2 separate regions of the Danio rerio genome follow, and region 1 is linked to region 2. Evidence: chromatin contacts called from public Hi-C data. All regions are on one chromosome and are shown on one strand. Each heading gives the region's core, a stretch centred on a gene start, on an enhancer-like site or on the middle of the called end of the contact. The rest is flanking DNA. Distances are from core to core; before and after follow the strand shown.

Region 1 (4,253 bases), core at 1,673-4,172, 52 kb before region 2:
AATGTCCAGCAGCTGCAGAGCTGATGTTTCTGCTGTAGATCAGTGGATTAGCAGAGCTGATGTGTGCTGTTACACAGATCTACAGCAGTAAACCAGTAAATCTCCATCTGCTCTCCTTCCTCCTCTTAGATTTGGGTTTTCTGATGGTTATGATATTTAATAAAGCTGCCTGTGACCTTTGACCTCTGCAGTTTGCAAACACCAGTGTTATCCTCCTCATTCGTTGTCCTGCAGATGTCTGAACAGTTTGTATTCTCTAATATTCTCAGGATTTTATCAGGAGTTTATTTTGAATGACGCATGTGTTCACTCATATTTATAGCACAGACATTATTGAAATATTAACAACACGTCACTTTTTAATTCTGTGATTAATAAACTGTGTTTTTCCTCAGATTTGCCACTTTATCTCTCACATCAGTGAGTGTATTCCTCAATTATCAGTGTCAAACATCATTTATAAATGTAAAGAGTAAAATGTGGTGTGTGTTTGTGTAGTCTGGGGTCTGATATTTTGGTGTTGTTGTTCATGACTGCTGTTTTCCTACAGTTTTACTGTAAAACACTATGAACACCTCATGAACTGAGCTGGACGAATATGTTTATCACTCATACACACTGTGGTGAAGATGTTCACACACACACACACTCACGCACTCTTCAGCTTCAGGCAGATGGTCATACAGTATTAATGCAGCATCATTCATCTGACATTATGGAGGATCTTCAGCTCTGCATCAATACTAAACTTATTAACAGAGACCTTAACAAGTGTAGAGAGACAGAGAGAGTGCAGTCTATCAGTTAACACACACACACACACACAAACTTTTAACACACTTTAAACACTCATAATAAACAAGGAACATCCGTTGTGTGTCAGTATAGAGGCTAAACTGATCATAATGTTATGTCAGCATTCTGTTCTCCATCAGCCACACACACACACACACACACACACACACACACACACACTTTAAACACACTTATAATAAACAAGTTGTGTATCAGTCCAGAGACTGAAGGATGAACTGATCATGGTAATGTGTGTGTGTCAGCATTCTGCTTTCCATCAGCAACACACACACACACCAGTCACTGCAGAGACAGACACACACACACACGTATCCCATGCTGCCCTGCTGTCGGTAATGAGCAGGAGCCCAAGGGCCTGATGGAGATCGGGCTGACTGTGGAGAAGAGCTGTGTCTGCTGTTATCTGCTCTTCTCTCTTATAAAATGGATGTTTTTACAGAAGCACATTGTTTTTTACAGGTTAATGTATATTTTCAGGTTTATCATCTTCTCCATTCTGTAGCGTGTAGGCAGTTTTCAGCATGTTACTGTACATTTTCTTTTTCAAAGTACTTTTTTTAAGTTTCTAAATTTAAAGCACATAAGTAAACATACACACACACACACACACACACACACACACACAGTGCTCAGCATAACCGAGTGCAGCCCATTTTAAAAATGAATGTTTTCCTTTATTTATCAGTGAATAGGAGTCATGTACAGTATTTTGGTGCAGTTAAACAAAACAGATTTATTAACCAGACATAATGAAAATGGAAATAAATACATTTAAATTCATGCAAAATATTACAAACTGCAACATTTCAATTAAATTGTAGATATTTTTGTTTCTCTTGGTTTTTGCTATTTTTTTTTAAATATCTTTAATAGTTTTCCATAACATAATATTGGGCTGCTAGATTTTGGACCGTTATCATTAGTTGTTTTGTTAGATCAGCTCCAGATTTATCTTCAGTACTGACTAATCTATTGTATATGCACAAATATGATACTGTAAAGCTTGCAATAGAAAATAAGAACTTAAATGAGAGATTTCCGCAGGGTGAACTCATATATCACTGCAACAATGCACACACACACATTCACATACAAATGCTCATTCACACAGCTCTATAAAGCATAATTATTTGAGGAGGGATAAAATAAGATGTTTTATGGGTAATTATTAGCTACTTTGCATTACTGTACTCAGAAAACCCACAGCGTTCCTCCAGTGTTTGTATTTAGTTTGTGTGTGGGGATATTTTGGGGAGGGAATCAAATAAGAATGTTCCAGCAATGTTTTTTTGTTGTTTTGCTGGGTAAATATGATCATATACTGACACATCACCAACACTGCACTTTCACTGATACTTTTACAGATAATTACAGGCAAATTTACAGAAAAAAAGATGATGTGTGAACAGCCCCTTATTGAAAATACTGTCGAAATAAAGTCGCTAATAAAGTGTTTCTGTAAATTTTCTCTGTATTTAATGGGATTATGTGTGAAAGTGGGTATATGACAGTACACCTGACATGATTCTCTCTTCTGTCTCCGGTTATCAGTCTCTCACTGTTTCTTTCCTTCTTCTGAAAGTCTTGATGACACCATCATGGAGTGTTTCTGTTATTATTTCAGCTAATAGGATTATCATGACTATATGATTAATCACATATGACCACTTTCCTTACTGAGAAACCTGTGAAAAGAGTTCATACACTTTTATTTGTATAGTATTTTATTGAATATTGATTATGTCAAAGCCACTTTATAAAGACAAGTCAATGTCAACTGAAGCCAATGTTTATTTATAAAGAGCTTTTTAAAAACAACAACTGTTTACCAAAGTGCTGTATAAGCAAACACATCTGTTTATCAATAACCCATTTCCTGAGTAATGTTGTTTTTATTTATTTATTTATTTAAGATCTCTAAACTAAATGACAAATATTTCCCTTGAATCTTTGATTAGTTTGGTTATCGTCCGTCACTGTTTACCACTGCAGGTGCCGCTTCAGCGCTGCGCGTGGCCGAGAGAGAGCCTGCGCGTGCCAGACAGAGAGGCTGCGCGTTCCTGAGGGCGGCGGATATTTACCGGAGATGCGCGCGGGAGTCAGTCAGTCAGTCAGTGGCGGTGCGGGACAGAGACAGACGCGGCACCGGACACCGGAGCAGAAGCAATAGCTGCAGCGGAGACACGGCGCCTCTCCTCAGGTCAGTGGCCGCTGTTTGTGCTCATATCCCGGCTGTATTTGCGGGATCCGGGAGTTTGTGACGCTCTCGGTAACAGAACTCGGGTGTCCACATATCAGTTATCAGATCCTCGTTATGTCAGATGTGATATTCTCAGAGGCAGTTCTGACAGATATGATCATGTCTGAGCTCAGTTATGACACGTGATATTCTCTGAGGTGTGTGATATTCCCTCATGCAGGACGCGCTTATAGCTGATTTTCGCGCTCATTTCTGCCTCGGCTTGTGTCGTTTATGAATCGCGTTCACCTGTCAAGCACTGTCCGACTGTCATGAGTGTGATATCTGTCATAATGTGTGTGTTTTGTTCTGTTTATGCTGGAGATGTTGGAGTTGTTGTGATGTTGTGTTCAGGTGACGCGCGCAGGTGCAGCTCGGGCGCGCGCGCGGTTGAATTCAGATTAAATCCGCTTATTTTTATTTGCGGCAGATTAATAATGAGCTTCAGGTTTAATGTAAAGCAGTGTTGCTGAATGAGGACACGAGTCTGCCTTTGTTTATCAGCTTAAAATCAACAGCTACAGTATTATCAAGTGTGTGTGTGTGTGTGTGTGTGTGTGTGTGTGTGTGTGTGTTTGTGTGTGTGTGTGTAGCCTTATAATATCTCTCGTTTATGAAGTTGACTATTGTATATTATTTTGTATATATATTAATATTTGGGCTCTAAAATGCCCTTTAATTGTCATCTGAGTAATCTTTGCCATTATCCTTTAATTCACTGGTTTTAGGTATTTGACAACCATTCTGATGTTTATATCTTCAAGCAGATCATGTTTAGTGTCTTCACTTATATTCTGACTGCATTATAAGTGTTGTTTCATTCTGATTATAAACATTTCTGTCACTCTGAATGACACATTATTTATATTTTATAATTTTATTTTTATGAATTATTAATTATGAATTGTTGAATTATTAAAATAACAAATATTAGAAATATTAATTATGATAAATCAATATTTTATTCATAAAATTTGATGTTAGCTTAAGAACGTCTTGTTTAATCACATAACACGGCTATTTTCAAGGGTGCGTACGGGGTCATGTTTAGCTAACTTCTGGACACACACACTCTCCCTCACACAAATACACACACACACACACACACACACACACACACACACACACACACACACACAATATCTCTCTTACACACAGTAAAGATGCACAGACTCTCTATCTTTCTCTCTCACATACA
Region 2 (5,819 bases), core at 2,817-5,316:
GGGGTGATGGTGTGTGTGTGTGTGTGTGTGTGTGTGTGTTCAGGTTTCGTGTGGAAGCAGACAGTTTGACTATCTCAGACGTGTCGGAGAGTGACGCGGGTGTGTACACGTGTATGGTGAACACAACACTGGACCAGGACTCAGCCAGCGCTCAGCTCACGGTGGTCGGTGAGTGTGTGTGTGTGTGTGTGTGTGTGTGTGTGTGTGTGTGTGTGTGTTTAACTCTGCATTCACACTGAGCTCTGCAGAATTAACCTCACACTGTTCCTTTGACTCCGCCCACTCCTCTGACACGCCCTCAGAGGCTACGCCCACCCCCACCCTGATCTACGGTAAACACTCGCGTCCCGTGATGCGCTGGGCATGACGTTGTGTGTGTGTGTGTGTGTGTGTGTGTGTGTGTGTGTGTGTGTGTGTGTGTGTGTGTGTGTGTTTGACTGCGCATCTCTTATTTTGAGTTGGTTTTTATTTAAGATCCTCTCAGGATTTGAATCTTTAGGAGTCGTTTGTGTTGAAGCAGAAGATTCAGATGATGAATCACTCTCAGAGTCATGTGATTCCAGTAATCGAGGCTTCATTAAGCTGTTTCCTCAGTGACTCCTCACACTGAATCATTTGTAACTGAATGTTCTAGACTCTGCATGGAGCGAACACTTGCACCGGTGTGTTTGTGCATGTGTGTTCAGTTGTTTACTTTGTTGTTACATCAGTGAGTCATTTGATTCAGTTGATTCACAGTCTTGAAGAGCTGTGTTTCAGTGAATCAGGGATTCAGTGGTGAATTGAATCTCTTGTGGTTCTGGATGTGGTTCAGTTGTTCAGACTCATGCATGAATCACTGCAGCATGTGTTCCTCATGTTCTTCTGCTCATGTGACTCATTTGAACTGGTTGATTCGTGTATTTGACTCTTCAGAACAGCCGGACGCTCCCACTGATCTGGAGCTCACAGACCCGGGAGCGAGGAGCGTTCAGCTCACCTGGACACCTGGAGACGAACACAACAGCCCAACCAAGAGTATGACACACACACACACACACACACACACACACACAAACGAACACAAGAGTACATTTTAGATGGTGTTAATGAGATGCTGGTTGTGTGAGATGTGCTCAATAAATGTGTGTGTGTGTGTGTGTGTGTGTGTGTGTGTGTGTGTGTGTGTGTGTGTGTGTGTGTGTCAGAGTTCCTGATCCAGTATGAGGACGCTCTCCATCAGAGCGGTGTCTGGCTGAATCTGACGGAGGTTCCGGGTTCAAGGACGACGGCTCACCTGAAGCTCTCCCCGTATGTGCACTACAGCTTCAGGGTGCTGGCGCTCAATGATGTGGGATACAGCCGACCCAGCAGAGCCTCACGCCAGTACAGGACCAGCCCCGCAGGTACACACACACACACACACACACGCATATAAACTCAAGCATTAACACACATATACACACATTCATTAACACGCATACTTATACAAATACACACACACACACACTTTTTAACACACATAAATGCACACTTATATAAACACACAAACATGCACTCAAATATACACACACATTAACACACTCAAACATGCACAAACACACACTCATATACACACAGTCATTAACACACATATATAAACACACACACACACTCACTCATTAACACACACACACACACTAATTAACACTAACACGCACATATTAACACACACATATTAACACACACACACACACACTTATTAACACATACATATTAACACACACACACTTATTAACACATACACACACACACACACACACACTTATTAACACACACACACACACTAATTAACACTAACACGCACATATTAACACACACACACACACACTTATTAACACACATATTAACACACACACACACTTATTAACACATACACACACACACACACACTTATTAACACACACACACACACACACTAATTAAAACTAACATGCACATATTAACTCACACACACACTTATTAACACACACATATTAACACACACACACTTATTAACACACACACACACACACACTAATTAAAACTAACACGCACATATTAACTCACACACACACTTATTAACACACACATATTAACACACACACATGTATTAACACATACACACACACAAACTTATTAACACATAAATGCACACTAATATAAACACATAAACACGCATTAAAATATACACACTCATTAACACACTAATATAAACACACACTAAAATATGCACAAACACACTAATATGAACACACACTCATATACACACACACTTATATACACACTCCCATTAACATACACACACACACACTTATTAATACACACACAGACTTATTAACACCCATATATACACACACACACATTAACACACATAAGCACAAACTTATATAAACACACAAACACGCACTCAAATATATACACACTCATTAACACACAAACTAATATAAACACACACCAAAATATGCACAAACACACACTCATAGAAACACACTCAAATTCACACACTCATTAACATACACACACACACACACATATTAACACTCACACACATTAACACACATACACTTATTCACACACATGAACACACACTAATATAAACACACAAGCACACACTCAAATACACACACTTATTAACACACACACACACATAAACACACACTCAGATACACAAATACACACACTCTCATATAAACACACTTATATACACACAAACACACACACCCACTCATATTCACACACTTATTAACACAGACACACACACACACACACACACTGACCTGCTACTTTGTTTCTCTGCAGCTCCAGATGAGAACCCCAGTGAGGTCAAAGGTCACGGCACAGAGCACAATAATCTGGTCATAACATGGAAGGTGAGTGAGAGTTCATGTGTGTGTGTGTGTGCGTGTCTGTGTTTGTGTGTGCTCATGTATATGTGTGTGTGTGCAGCCGCTGACCCCTCTGCAGGCCAATGGTCCGGGTCTGCAGTATAAGGTGATGTGGCGGCAGCAGGAAGTGGAGCAGGATTGGTCGTTCGTCACCGTGGCGAACGTCTCCCGGTTCGTGGTTTCGGGAACGCCCACGTTTGTGCCGTACGAGCTGAAGGTGCAGGCGATCAACGACTACGGCCACGCCCCCAAACCCAGCGCTGTGATTGGCCACTCTGGAGAGGACTGTGAGTGATGAATGAGTGATGGAACAGCTGTGTGTGACCCCTGCTGGACACTACAGAGAATACACAACACACACACACACACATACACAACACACACACACACACACACTCTGATCATTAGTGCTCCTCTGTCTGTGTGTGTGTGTGTGTGTGTGTGTGTGTGTGTGTGTGTGTGTGGACACTGATATATGTATGCTCACAGTTATACTCATGGTCATCCCGCATGTTGTGAAGCTGTTTAACTCCCACAATGCACCTGTCAGTTCCCTCTGCAGCTCCAGAAGCGGTGCAGGTGCTGGTTCTGAACAGTACTGAGGCGGAGGTGAGCTGGACACACGTCCCCCAGCGCTCGGTGCGCGGACGCCTGCAGGGATACAGGGTACGCTCACACACACACACACTTTCAGATGTTCTCCTGCTCCATCACAGCAGGACACACACACACACACCACAGCAGCTCTACACACACTCTATAGGGGACATTAGTGATGATAGCTCACAGTGCTGCACGCTAGTGAGTGTGTTCTGATGTGTGTGTGTGTGTGTGTGTGTGCAGGTTCATTACCGGCGCGAGCGCAGTCTGCACCGCCACAACTCTCACCACGCAGAGCAGCGCAGCAAGACCTTCAGCACCGGCAGCAGCAGCGGACGCCTGACAGACCTGCAGCCCTACAGCCTCTACAGCCTGCACATCACTGCGCTGAGCGGACGCGGAGAGGGCCCCGCCAGCAACACACACCGCTTCCAGACCCCGGAGGGAGGTATGAGACATGCTAACACACACATGATAACACCACACACACCGCTAACACCACATCACTGCGCTGAGCGGACGCGGAGAGGACCCGCCAGCAACACACACCACTTCCAGACCCCAGAGGGAGATACGAGACACTCGGAAGCTCACTGGCGCCATCTTGTGCTGCTAGCCCATATATACATGTGTGAATGAGATCATGTGACCTACCCGCATCAGTTGCATGGCTTCACTCCCATTTGTGACAACACAAGCACATGCTAACACCTCACACACTCACCAGCACACGCTAACACACTCGTCTGCGGCTCATTAGTGTGTCTGTGTTCTATAGTTCCTGGAGCGCCGGCATCCCTGCGTGTGTCTGCAGCTGATCCCGAGTCAGTGCTGCTGGAATGGAGTCCACCACACCAAAGGAACGGCAGACTGACTGGATACACACTCCGCTACCACGCCGGTGAGACACACACACACACACACTCATGAGGTGCGCTCACAGCAGGAACTGAAGCAGCATGCTGTACATCACGCTGAGCTCATTCAGGGTTCAACACTGAGGCTTTTCTACTGCCTGACTGCTGGAGATTCACCTGCCCTGCTGAAATGTCCACTCACCCCACCAAAACAACCAAAACAACCAAAACAAAGAAGCTGACAGCTGTTTCTCAGCCACATACTTTACACAATAGCCGCATTTCCACTATCAGGCCAGTGCGAGCCAGGGCTTATATCGGGCCAGGCCGGGCCAATCGCCCGGGAGGTTGAGCAGTGAGGCCGAAATCATGTCGCGTTTCCACTGTGGGGCTAGTAGCTCGCAGCGCGTCACGCAAACCCCGCCCCCAGAACATCCCCCGAATCGAACGTCACTCAAACCGCCCACTTCAGCGAGAATCATGCAGATAAAGCACACCATCACATCATCACGAAACTATTAAAATTAGGACAACCAAAACAAACAAATGACACGTTACTGTACAGCAGTACAACGCATGTCTATACGCACATGCCTGTGTGTTTTCATTGATCATATTCATTTACTCGCCGACCGACTGGCATCGAAATCCAGTGGTCTTGCCACCAACGGAGGGACCCGGAGCGCAGGGAGCGCACACATCCATAATATAACACCACATATATAAAATTCTCCGTTAATAACTCGATATAAAATGTTTTTTATAACATCCTCTAGACAGAATCTGTCCAACATTCATCCCAAATGCTCCGGAGAGAACTGAAACATGATTATTTTCCCTCTATAGGCTTTATGACACTTAATAGGTGATTCCCTTTATTTAAAGATGTTGCTTATTATATCTTAAGTAAAGGAAAGTGTTCAGTGTTTCAGCACATAAGAGCAGCACGTAATAAAATATTGCCTATATTTCGTTGCGCTCAGCAGCTATGCACTAATAAAGCTGTTTATGTATTTAAAATGTCCTTTTTTAATTTTACCACGTCATATAAAAACATACACACTTGTTTGAGGACACAGAAGACATTTTGAACTTGCAGTTTTCCCCGTCAAAAAAGTGCTGCGCGGCTGCAGACAGAAAAAAAGGTCGCCTAGTTTCTGCGTTCACTCACCCCGAAAATGCTCTGTTTGCATGATTTGATTAATTTCATCGTATCCAAATACTTTATAAATAATATTTAAAACATTTTCCGGTGTTTATTTATTTTTATTTTTTTTAGAAAATATCTAAAATCTTTTTTTCAAAGAGGCTTTTGAAAAATGAAAGTTTAATATAAATTTGAAACAGTTTGATATAGTACCTATTTTTTATAGCTATAGCTTTTGTTAGTTTTATATTGGTTTATTTATTTAATGTGATTTTATTATAGGCCTATCTAATATTTGTAATTCTTTAAATTATTTCAATATAGGGCTAT

What was found. A called contact is a pair of places that touch in the nucleus more often than the background predicts.
Region 1: a contact with region 2 is called in a Hi-C map of embryo, with 2.0 times the contacts expected there. The contact joins the promoter of nrcamb here to the enhancer-like site in region 2. A contact is called at or near these places in 3 of 18 Hi-C or Micro-C datasets (all in embryo).

What each region holds. Positions count from the first base shown.
Region 1 is chr25:245,224-249,476 of GRCz12tu, reverse strand. It overlaps nrcamb (neuronal cell adhesion molecule b), which reads left to right and starts at 2,922. Exons shown (of 26, transcript XM_073942425.1): 1 at 2,922-3,016. LOC101885865 (calcium-independent phospholipase A2-gamma) reads left to right here. Exons shown (of 10, transcript XM_073942442.1): 10 at 1-2,271.
Region 2 is chr25:192,633-198,451 of GRCz12tu, reverse strand. nrcamb (neuronal cell adhesion molecule b) reads left to right here. Exons shown (of 26, transcript XM_073942425.1): 14 at 44-168; 15 at 916-1,017; 16 at 1,188-1,385; 17 at 2,800-2,870; 18 at 2,947-3,172; 19 at 3,436-3,551; 20 at 3,729-3,933; 21 at 4,264-4,386. Among named protein-coding and RNA genes, the nearest start is that of cntn1a, 21 kb to the right of the region's middle. Within about 2 kb of position 4,066, at least 4 of the 62 cell types and tissues checked have an H3K27ac peak or open chromatin away from gene starts, as enhancers often do.